Regions from separate parts of the Ovis aries genome. Here region 1 is linked to region 2. A link is a contact called in public Hi-C data. All regions are on one chromosome and are shown on one strand. The core of a region is the stretch at or near the end of the contact, and the rest is flanking DNA. Distances in the headings are between cores, read along the strand shown.

What was found. A called contact is a pair of places that touch in the nucleus more often than the background predicts.
Region 1: a Hi-C map of liver shows a contact between it and region 2, with 4 times the contacts expected there. The contact joins the enhancer-like site here to the promoter of FZD8 in region 2. A contact is called at or near these places in 7 of 16 Hi-C or Micro-C datasets (hypothalamus, liver, muscle and 3 more).

Annotation. Positions count from the first base shown.
Region 1 is chr13:27,136,405-27,140,921 of ARS-UI_Ramb_v3.0, reverse strand. No RefSeq gene overlaps it. Among named protein-coding and RNA genes, the nearest start is that of OPTN, 36 kb to the left of the region's middle. Within about 2 kb of position 1,276, at least 1 of the 54 cell types and tissues checked has an H3K27ac peak or open chromatin away from gene starts, as enhancers often do. A contact at or near this core is called in liver, where this site is marked.
Region 2 is chr13:26,153,539-26,157,439 of ARS-UI_Ramb_v3.0, reverse strand. FZD8 (frizzled class receptor 8) reads left to right here and starts at 2,341. Exons shown (of 1, transcript XM_027976634.2): 1 at 2,341-3,901. The coding sequence starts at 3,117.

The DNA of each region.
Region 1 (4,517 bases), core at 27-2,526, 980 kb before region 2:
GAATATGAGATTCTAGTGGTAAAATGATTAGAGATCAGTTAGCATATGTTTGACTTGAGGCAGGAGGATTAACAAGTGATATCCCAAAACATCATGTCTTGATTCCATGATAAACATCTGTCTAATGTGCAAATTGATAGGCAATCAGCCAATGCTAAAAGCTTTAATTTTTTTCTTTACGCACTGAATCTTATTCACCTTTTCTCATTTACTCAAATATTTTTCAGAATGGGAAACTAATCCTTACAAAAGAAGAAAAGTTAATTGAAAAACACTTTCAGGTTTTTTTCTTAAAGTTCATTACACTGAGTCCTCTTCGGCAGGTGTTTCAAAGAAACTGAGAGCAACGTAATACACAATATCTTGCTTAGTTAATACCAAATGCTTATTGGAGATCACTGGTTTACAGAATACCCTATCCAATTTCATCGCAAGGCCCCCTTGCTTATTCAAGGCTCTCCAGGGCAGATTAACAGCATCTGTTATGCACCCTTCAACCCTCAATAACGTCTGTGCTTCAGCTTGGTTTAATGCCACAGAGGCATTCAACCATAGTAACAGGGGAAAGGAGCAAGGAGAAGAGGACGTAAAGGTGAAAGGAGAGGTGGATGCATGAAGGAGGAAAGAAGTGCAGAGAGACAAAAGGAATGAAGATGTGGAAAAAACAGACAAAGTTATTTTTCACACTGCTTGCTTTCTTATATCAATCCCTTTTCCATTTGGCAGGGTTAATTAATTAAATAATTTATGGTAGTTGAGATGTAATAAGATGGTATATGACAGATGTGAAAGGGAGTGGTGGCTACCCCTCCTCACAATACGGCAGGCAGGCTTCTGATGCAGGATGTCAAGCAGTTATGAGCTCTGCTGACTTTCATTTGCTATATTTCTCCCTTCTTTTATTCTTCCCTTATTTGCTGAGCAAGTCCTGTGTTCTTAGCACGGGTATATGATAATTAGAAAGCAGATAAAAACACTTACCTCATGGGACAGATGTTTCTGGTGATGAAATATTGACAGTTAAAATACAAACTCTGATCGATGGTGAAAACTTTATGGAGAAAAAAAATAGAGCAGGGAAAGAAAGACTGAAAGTTTGGGGAGAGGCAGAGATTGCTACCTTATATAAAATAATCAGAATGCTCCATCGGTAAAGTAAAATTTAAGCTCAGCTCTAAGGGAGGTGCTGGAATAAGCCATCAGGACACCTAGGAACAGAGCTACAAGCCAAGAGGCAGTGAGCGCAAAGGCCCTGTGGTGGAACCATCCAAACTGTTTTTGAGGAAAACTAGAGCCAGTATGTTTGAACAGCATGGGCTGGAGAAGAGTATTAGTGGGTGAGCCAAGATCATCAACTGGACTGATTGTCACAAAACCGAATGCAAACCAATTTATAGTTATCCTCTAAGGCGTGCTGCTTATAAGATGGATTCCCAAGTGGCTCAGCAGTAAAGAACCCACCTGCTAATGTAGGAGATATAGGTTTGATCCCCTGGGTTGGGAAGATTCCCTGGGGAAAGAAATGGCAACCCACTCCAGTATTCTTGCTTGGGAAATCCCATGGACAGAGGAGCCTGGTGGGCTATAGTCCATGGAGTTGCAAAGAGCTGAACATGATTGAGTGACTGGGTACACACACAAAGAGGAGAATAGTGAAGAAGCTGCAGATTAAGGAAAATATATGAACCCACATAGACTGACTAAATTGCAATAAGCAAAACAGAGCTTCAGATGGGTCCTAGGTTCAAGCTTGTTGTTCACTAACTGTATAATTATTAACTAAATCACTGATGTCTGAACTATACTGTTGACAGACTTGTGTTGGTTCTGGGGTTTGGGGCTGAGTTGAGGTTTATACAAAGTTGGAAAGAAAGTTTCGGAGTATAAGATCCAAACAGGTCAATAAATGGCATCCCAGGGACAAAAACAGCTAAACTGGGCTGTGGTGACAACAGAAATATCAATATGAAAGTGAAAGTTTTGGACTTCCCTGGCAGTCCGGTGGTTAAGACTAGGTTTCCACTTTAGGGTGTGCAGTTTCTGTCCCTGGTCAGGGGATTAAGATCTCGCATGCCTCATAGTATGGCCAAAATATTAAAAAAAGGAAATAAAATGGAGTTTCAAAGATGAAGTATCAGGACATATTTTTGGTTAATGCAGACCAGAGTTTCAAGGCTGAGAATCGGTTGATGGTGGGAGAGATGGATTGCCTGTGTTTCATCAGTTGTTGGAGCAAAGCAGCAAGAAATTTCACACATTTTCTGAGATCTTAACAATGTTAGGAGGAGTTTGTAAACGAAACTAAGCCATTTTGGAAAACTTGATTTCACTATACTTCAGTTTCTTAAATAAGAATTAAACTCAAGTCCCTTCCAGCTACAAATTTACTAGACTACACTAAATTCTTAGAGTAAATTAATAGATTTACAGTCTTACAAATGAACCATTGCCCAGAGGAAATTGTTTATTCCTTAGAAGTTTCACCATAATCAAATACACGGATTAAAAACCAATTTGTGTGTGTATAACGAGTGCTGCCTAGAATGAAATCAATCTAACAAATAATATTTGAATACCAATTCTAGGAAATAGAAGAAAAAGTAAAATAGTCCATTAATTGGGAGTTTGTAATTTAAATGGTATATTGCACTTTTTAAGAGAAAGAAATGGGCAAATATAGTCTAAAATTTTTGTGTTTATATCTCTAAACATCTAAGATATAGGACATGTAAAAGAGGCACATAGTGTACATGTGTAGTTTAAAGAATGGATACAATGTCACTGGGAATGTGCCAACCTCCTTATGGAGATGATTTAAGAATGCGTTTGCAGCTCCTGGTGGCTCCTTTCCGATTGCACCGCTCTGCCTCATCTCCACTAAAGGTGAGCAATGTACAGAAGTGAACCTGAATAAGAAAGAACGAACATGTACAGCAATTCAAACTGAATTGCCCGTATATAATCTTGTGAAACAGGTACAATTATTACCCCATTTTTAAATGAGGAAACTGAAGAACAGAGGTAGGGCAACTGACTAAGGTCACACAATGAATTAGTAGATCTGGAACCAGAGCTGTTTCAGTTCAGTTCAGTTCAGTCGCTCAGTCGTGTCCGACTCTTTGCGACCCCATGAATCACAGCACGCCAGGCCTCCCTGTCCATCACCATCTCCCGGAGTTCACTCAGATTCATGTCCAGATAGTCAGTGATGCCATCCAGCCATCTCATCCTCTGTCATTCCCTTCTCCTCCTGCCCCCAATCCCTCCCAGCATCAGTCTTTTTCAGTGAGTCAACTCTTCATGAGGTGGCCAAAGTACTGACTCCTGCTTAAAACCACGATTTCTTCCTGTCTCTATAATCATTCGCCATTAGTCAGGCAGTTTCTCTTCTTTATAGAAATGTATCCGCCTCAAATAAAGCTTAATTGGGCTTATCTTGATGCAAATGGAAACATGCTGGATGATTTTCTTGACTTGCATTTATTGCTCAGTCATTGGCTTTCTCAGATGTATCCCAGTGGTTCCTTAAGGTTCTAGTTCTTTCATTTTTCCTGCTAGATGTTATTCCATTGAATAGCCAATGTGTTTGTTCTTTGTGTATTCTATTGTTGATGTACATTTGGGTTCGTGAAAGTATCAGTCACTCAACTGTGTTTGACTCTTTACAATCCCATGGGCTGTAGCCCACCAGGCTCCTCTGTCCATGGGATTCTCCAGGCAAGAATACTGGAGTGGGTTGCCATTCCCCTCTCCATGGGTTCTTCTGGACCTAGAGATTGAACCCAGATCTCTTGCATTTCAGGCATATTTTTTACCAACTGAACCACCAGGGAAGCCTTGGGTTGTTTACACATTGATTCTAACACAGATAAGGCTGATGTACACACTCCTGCAAGCATCTTGAACATGCATTGTTTTCCTTGGTTATAACAGAACTGAAATTTTAATTCTGGTGTGCAGGTCTTCACGTTTTCTAGAGAACGCCGTATTGTTTTCCAAGATGCTCTGCCAATTTACACAGCCTTTATCCATGCTAGAGACAGCTCATTGCTCTACACACTCATCAAAACTTTCTGACCTTTTATTATGTCAGTCAAATGTATATGAGTTTGTGTCTCATTGTGGTATAATTTCTCTGTCCTTGTTCATAAATCAATGAGGAAATTTTCATATCTTTATTATGCATTTCTTTGTCCTTTGCTATGAAATGACTATGTATCCGTTTTGTTTATATATATATACATATATATATATATATATATATTCTTTTGATTTCTTTGTTTCAGGTACTAAAGAGTAATTACATGTATGTTCTTGTGAAAGTGAAAGTGAAGTTGCTCAGTTGTGTCTGACTCTTTGTGACCCCATGGACTGTGGCCCACCGGGCTTTTCCATCCATGGGATTTTCTAGGCAAGAATACTAGAGTGGGTTGCCATTTCCTTCTCCAGGGATCTTCCCAACCAGGGGATCAAACCTGGGTCTCCTGCATTGTGGGCAGACGCTTTACCATCTGAGC
Region 2 (3,901 bases), core at 1,092-3,591:
AAATGTCAGTTTGTTTTTACCCAATTCAAGTAAATTTATATAGTGTAATTCTAAACTCCACTATTTGACATTTCCTGCTGAAGAAAATCATAAGAAACTCTCTGTGTTGCTTTTGGAAGCAAGCGCCTCCTATCTGTGGTCAGGGACAGGCAGGGCCCAGGCTGTTCCTTAAACTGGCGGGGGCGGGGCGGGAGGGGGGACGGGGCTGGGGGGGGGGCGGGGGGACGGGGCTGGGGGGGCGGGGGGACGGGCTGGGGGTTGCCTTACTACTGTGCTTTAGCATCCTATCTCCAGGTGTCACCTGCTGTTTCTCTGCAGCTGAATGTTCTGGAGCATGGCTATCACTGAACAGGATTCCAGCAGGAGAGAGGTGACATTCTGTGTTCCACATGCCACAAAGGGAATTCCCATCAGGAGAAAGGAACGAAATTCATTTTTAAAAGACCAAGTAACAGTTGAGTCTTTGCATTTTTGAAAACTCGAGATCATTTTCTGCTGAATCAGCCAATCTTTCTGAAGCCTCAGAATTTCTGATTCCTATGCAGTTTAGCTTTTCTAAAACAAAAAATGCGAAGGAAGTGTTTTGTTTTGGTATAATAAAGAGATTCTAAACAGACCAGTTTAAAAGAAAAAAGACAATGGGGTTTTGACTACAGCCTAGTGGCTCTGCCTAGAATTCTTGGTGAAAATACCGAACTTGCCAAAAATTAGGGGTGGGGCTGGGGTGGGGGGGGTGGGAGATTCTATCTTTCTAATTAGAATGCGGTTGCTAAACTAAGCTAGAGAGAACAGAAGAGACATAGGGTCCTGCCATACACAGATGCTGCTAGTTATTTTTGTTTCACGACAAGAGTTGTTTGTAAACAGATAATTACCAACTACCACCACCACCGCATCCTCCTCCCCTCACTCCCAACCCAATAAAAAAGGCCTGGCCTCAAACGAGCTTTTAGCTCTACCTCTCCTTCGTATCCGTATCCTATCGTCCCCGTATCCTCAATAACTTTAGTTTTCTAGCCGGAGAGGGAGAAGGGAGAGGCGAGAGGAAAAGGAGGAGAGAGAGAGACAGACGTCTGCTGCCACCCTCCTGGCTAACTGAAATGCTTGTTCCCGAGATTACAGTAATTACAGCCCCAGCGTGAGTTCCATACAAGCGCTAAATGAAACAGCACATCAATTAAAAAATAAACACTCCATTCTCGGAGAAAGACAACCCCCTGGGACGTCCTAACAAGCGTAAATGAACCTGCCAGGCCTCCCGCCCCTCGGGCCCCTCCCCGTCTAAGGTAGCTACGAGCTGGCGGGGGCCTCGCTCCTTGGCCGCGTCCCCAGCCGCTCGGCCCCGGGAACACCGCGGAGACGTGTCCGCGCGTTCGCGCCAGGGCCCGGCGCCGCCTCCCACCGGGAGGAGGAGGCTCTGGCAAAAACATGTCAACTTTGGAGAGACGCACATACGTTCCAAAAGCGCGAGGCTAAGAGGGAGAATCCAGCCACAGAGTTTCCAGTCTGTCCTATAAGTTTTTCTTTCTCCCTTTCTATTTTTCTTTTTTAAAGAAGAAAGGGAATTATATCTCTTAAGGGAGCGCTTTAAATATGTCCGGATGCTTTATATATCTTATCTAGCCTAATTAGCAGAACCCCCTTTGAGATCTGAACCCCACTCTGCAGGTAAAGAAACTGACGCTGCCTCACGTCCCTCAGCTGAGGCAAGAGGAGACCCCTTTCTTCCCGCCCGCCCGGGTGCACACGCCTCTCGCGCCCGCGCCCTTGCGCTCCCGGGTACCTCTTCCCCGGCTGTCCCCTGTCCAGCCCCATCATCTAGAAATAAACTGCAGTCATGGCACTCCTCTCACATCGCCAAGCTTCCAAGACCATCGTTCTGACAATCCCAAGAAGGGCACCGCTTCCCCGTTCCCCCGCAAAGCCCCCGCGCACGCGTCGGCTGGCTGAGGGGCGCGGAGTCCCCTCGCCAGCAGGTTGCCCACATTCGGGGAGCGTAGGAAGCAGGGGCTTGACTAGTTCGAAACTGGCCTCTGAAAGCGCGCTGTATAAAGAATCCCTCAGTTCCCAAGCGCAGACTCGGGGTGAAGGAACCCCGACCTCAGCCCCACAGGGCGCCTCGGGGACGATCGTGGCAAAACCCGTCTCTGCGGTCAACCCCAAGGTTATCCAAACTCCAGCCGCAGACAGCTCGCACAGCCGAGGGGACAGCCGGGTCCGCCCCAGGAAGGCGGGGCCTGGGGAGCGCGCAGACTCCGCCCCGAGCCCGGGATTGGCGCGCCGGCCGCGGGCGGAGACCGAGTCCGCGCCGTATAAATATTCATGAGCCGGCCTGGGCGTAGCGGGGCCGGAGCGGGAAGTTGGCGAGGGACACTGCTCCCGCCGAGGAGGTGGCGGTGGCGGCGGCGGCGGCGGCGGCGGCGGCGGCGGCGGCGGTGGCGGGGCGCGGGCGCGCCGCTCAGGTGTCTGCTCCGCCTTCCGGCCTGGATTTGCCTCCGTGAGTTCAGCGAGAAGGGGACCACCGACACCTTGCCCCAGTGCCGGCAGGAGCGCGACTTCCACCGGAGGCGGGGCCCGTCATCCCGGCTGCTGACCGACGGACGGACGCCGGGGACTGAGGGCCGTGGCCTCGGTGGAGGCGGGCCTCTAACCCCGGCAGCAGCCGCGCGGCCCTGGGGGCGAGCATGAGCCCCGGGACGCCGAAAGGGGGCTGCAGGGGCTGACCCGGCTCTGAGCGGCCTGGCCCAGCCATCTTGACTGCGCACCGCGGCCCGAGAAGAAACTTGCTGCGCCTCCGCCCTCAGTGCCCGGCAGAGTCACCGGCGCGCGCGGAGAAAGAGACCGAGGGAGGGAGAGATGAGCTGGGGGCTGGCCGCTCTGTCCCGCGAGGGCTGAGCCCGGCGGGAGTGAGCGGGGCAGACGCTGGGACCACGGTGCCCTTCGGCGGCCACCCTCGTCTCCCGCAGCGCCGAGAGGAAGCATCCCGATAAGGGACTAGGCTATTGGCAGAACCCCTCCCGAGAGAGGCAGGAGAGAGCCCGGCGCTCTCGCAGGAGCCCCTGGCGCCCCTCCGCGCGCCGCCCGGAGGGCGAAGGCGAGGGGCCGAGGCGCGCAGCATGGAGTGGGGTTACCTGTTGGAAGTGACCTCTTTGCTGGCCGCCCTGGCGCTGCTGCAGCGCTCGAGCGGTGCGGCGGCCGCCTCAGCCAAGGAACTGGCGTGCCAGGAGATCACCGTGCCGCTGTGCAAGGGCATCGGCTACAACTACACCTATATGCCCAACCAGTTCAACCACGACACGCAGGACGAGGCGGGCCTGGAGGTGCACCAGTTCTGGCCGCTGGTGGAGATCCAGTGCTCGCCCGACCTCAAGTTCTTCCTGTGCAGCATGTACACGCCCATCTGCCTAGAGGACTACAAGAAGCCCCTGCCTCCCTGCCGCTCGGTGTGCGAGCGCGCCAAGGCCGGCTGCGCGCCCCTCATGCGCCAGTACGGCTTCGCCTGGCCTGACCGCATGCGCTGCGACCGGCTGCCCGAGCAGGGCAACCCCGACACGCTGTGCATGGACTACAACCGCACCGACCTCACCACGGCCGCGCCCAGCCCGCCGCGCCGCCCCCCGCCGCCGCCCCCCGGTGAGCAGCCGCCCTCCGGCAGCGGCCACGGCCGCCCACCCGGGGCCCGGCCCCCGTCCCGCGGCAGGGGCGGCGGCGGGGACGCGGCTGCGCCCCCTGCGCGCGGCGGCGGCGGTGGCGGCGGTGGCGGCGGCGGGAAGGCGCGGCCCCCTGGCGGCGGCGCGGCGCCCTGCGAGCCGGGATGCCAGTGCCGCGCGCCCATGGTGAGCGTGTCCAGCGAGCGGCACCCTCTCTACAACCGCGTCAAGACGGGCCAGATCGCCAACTG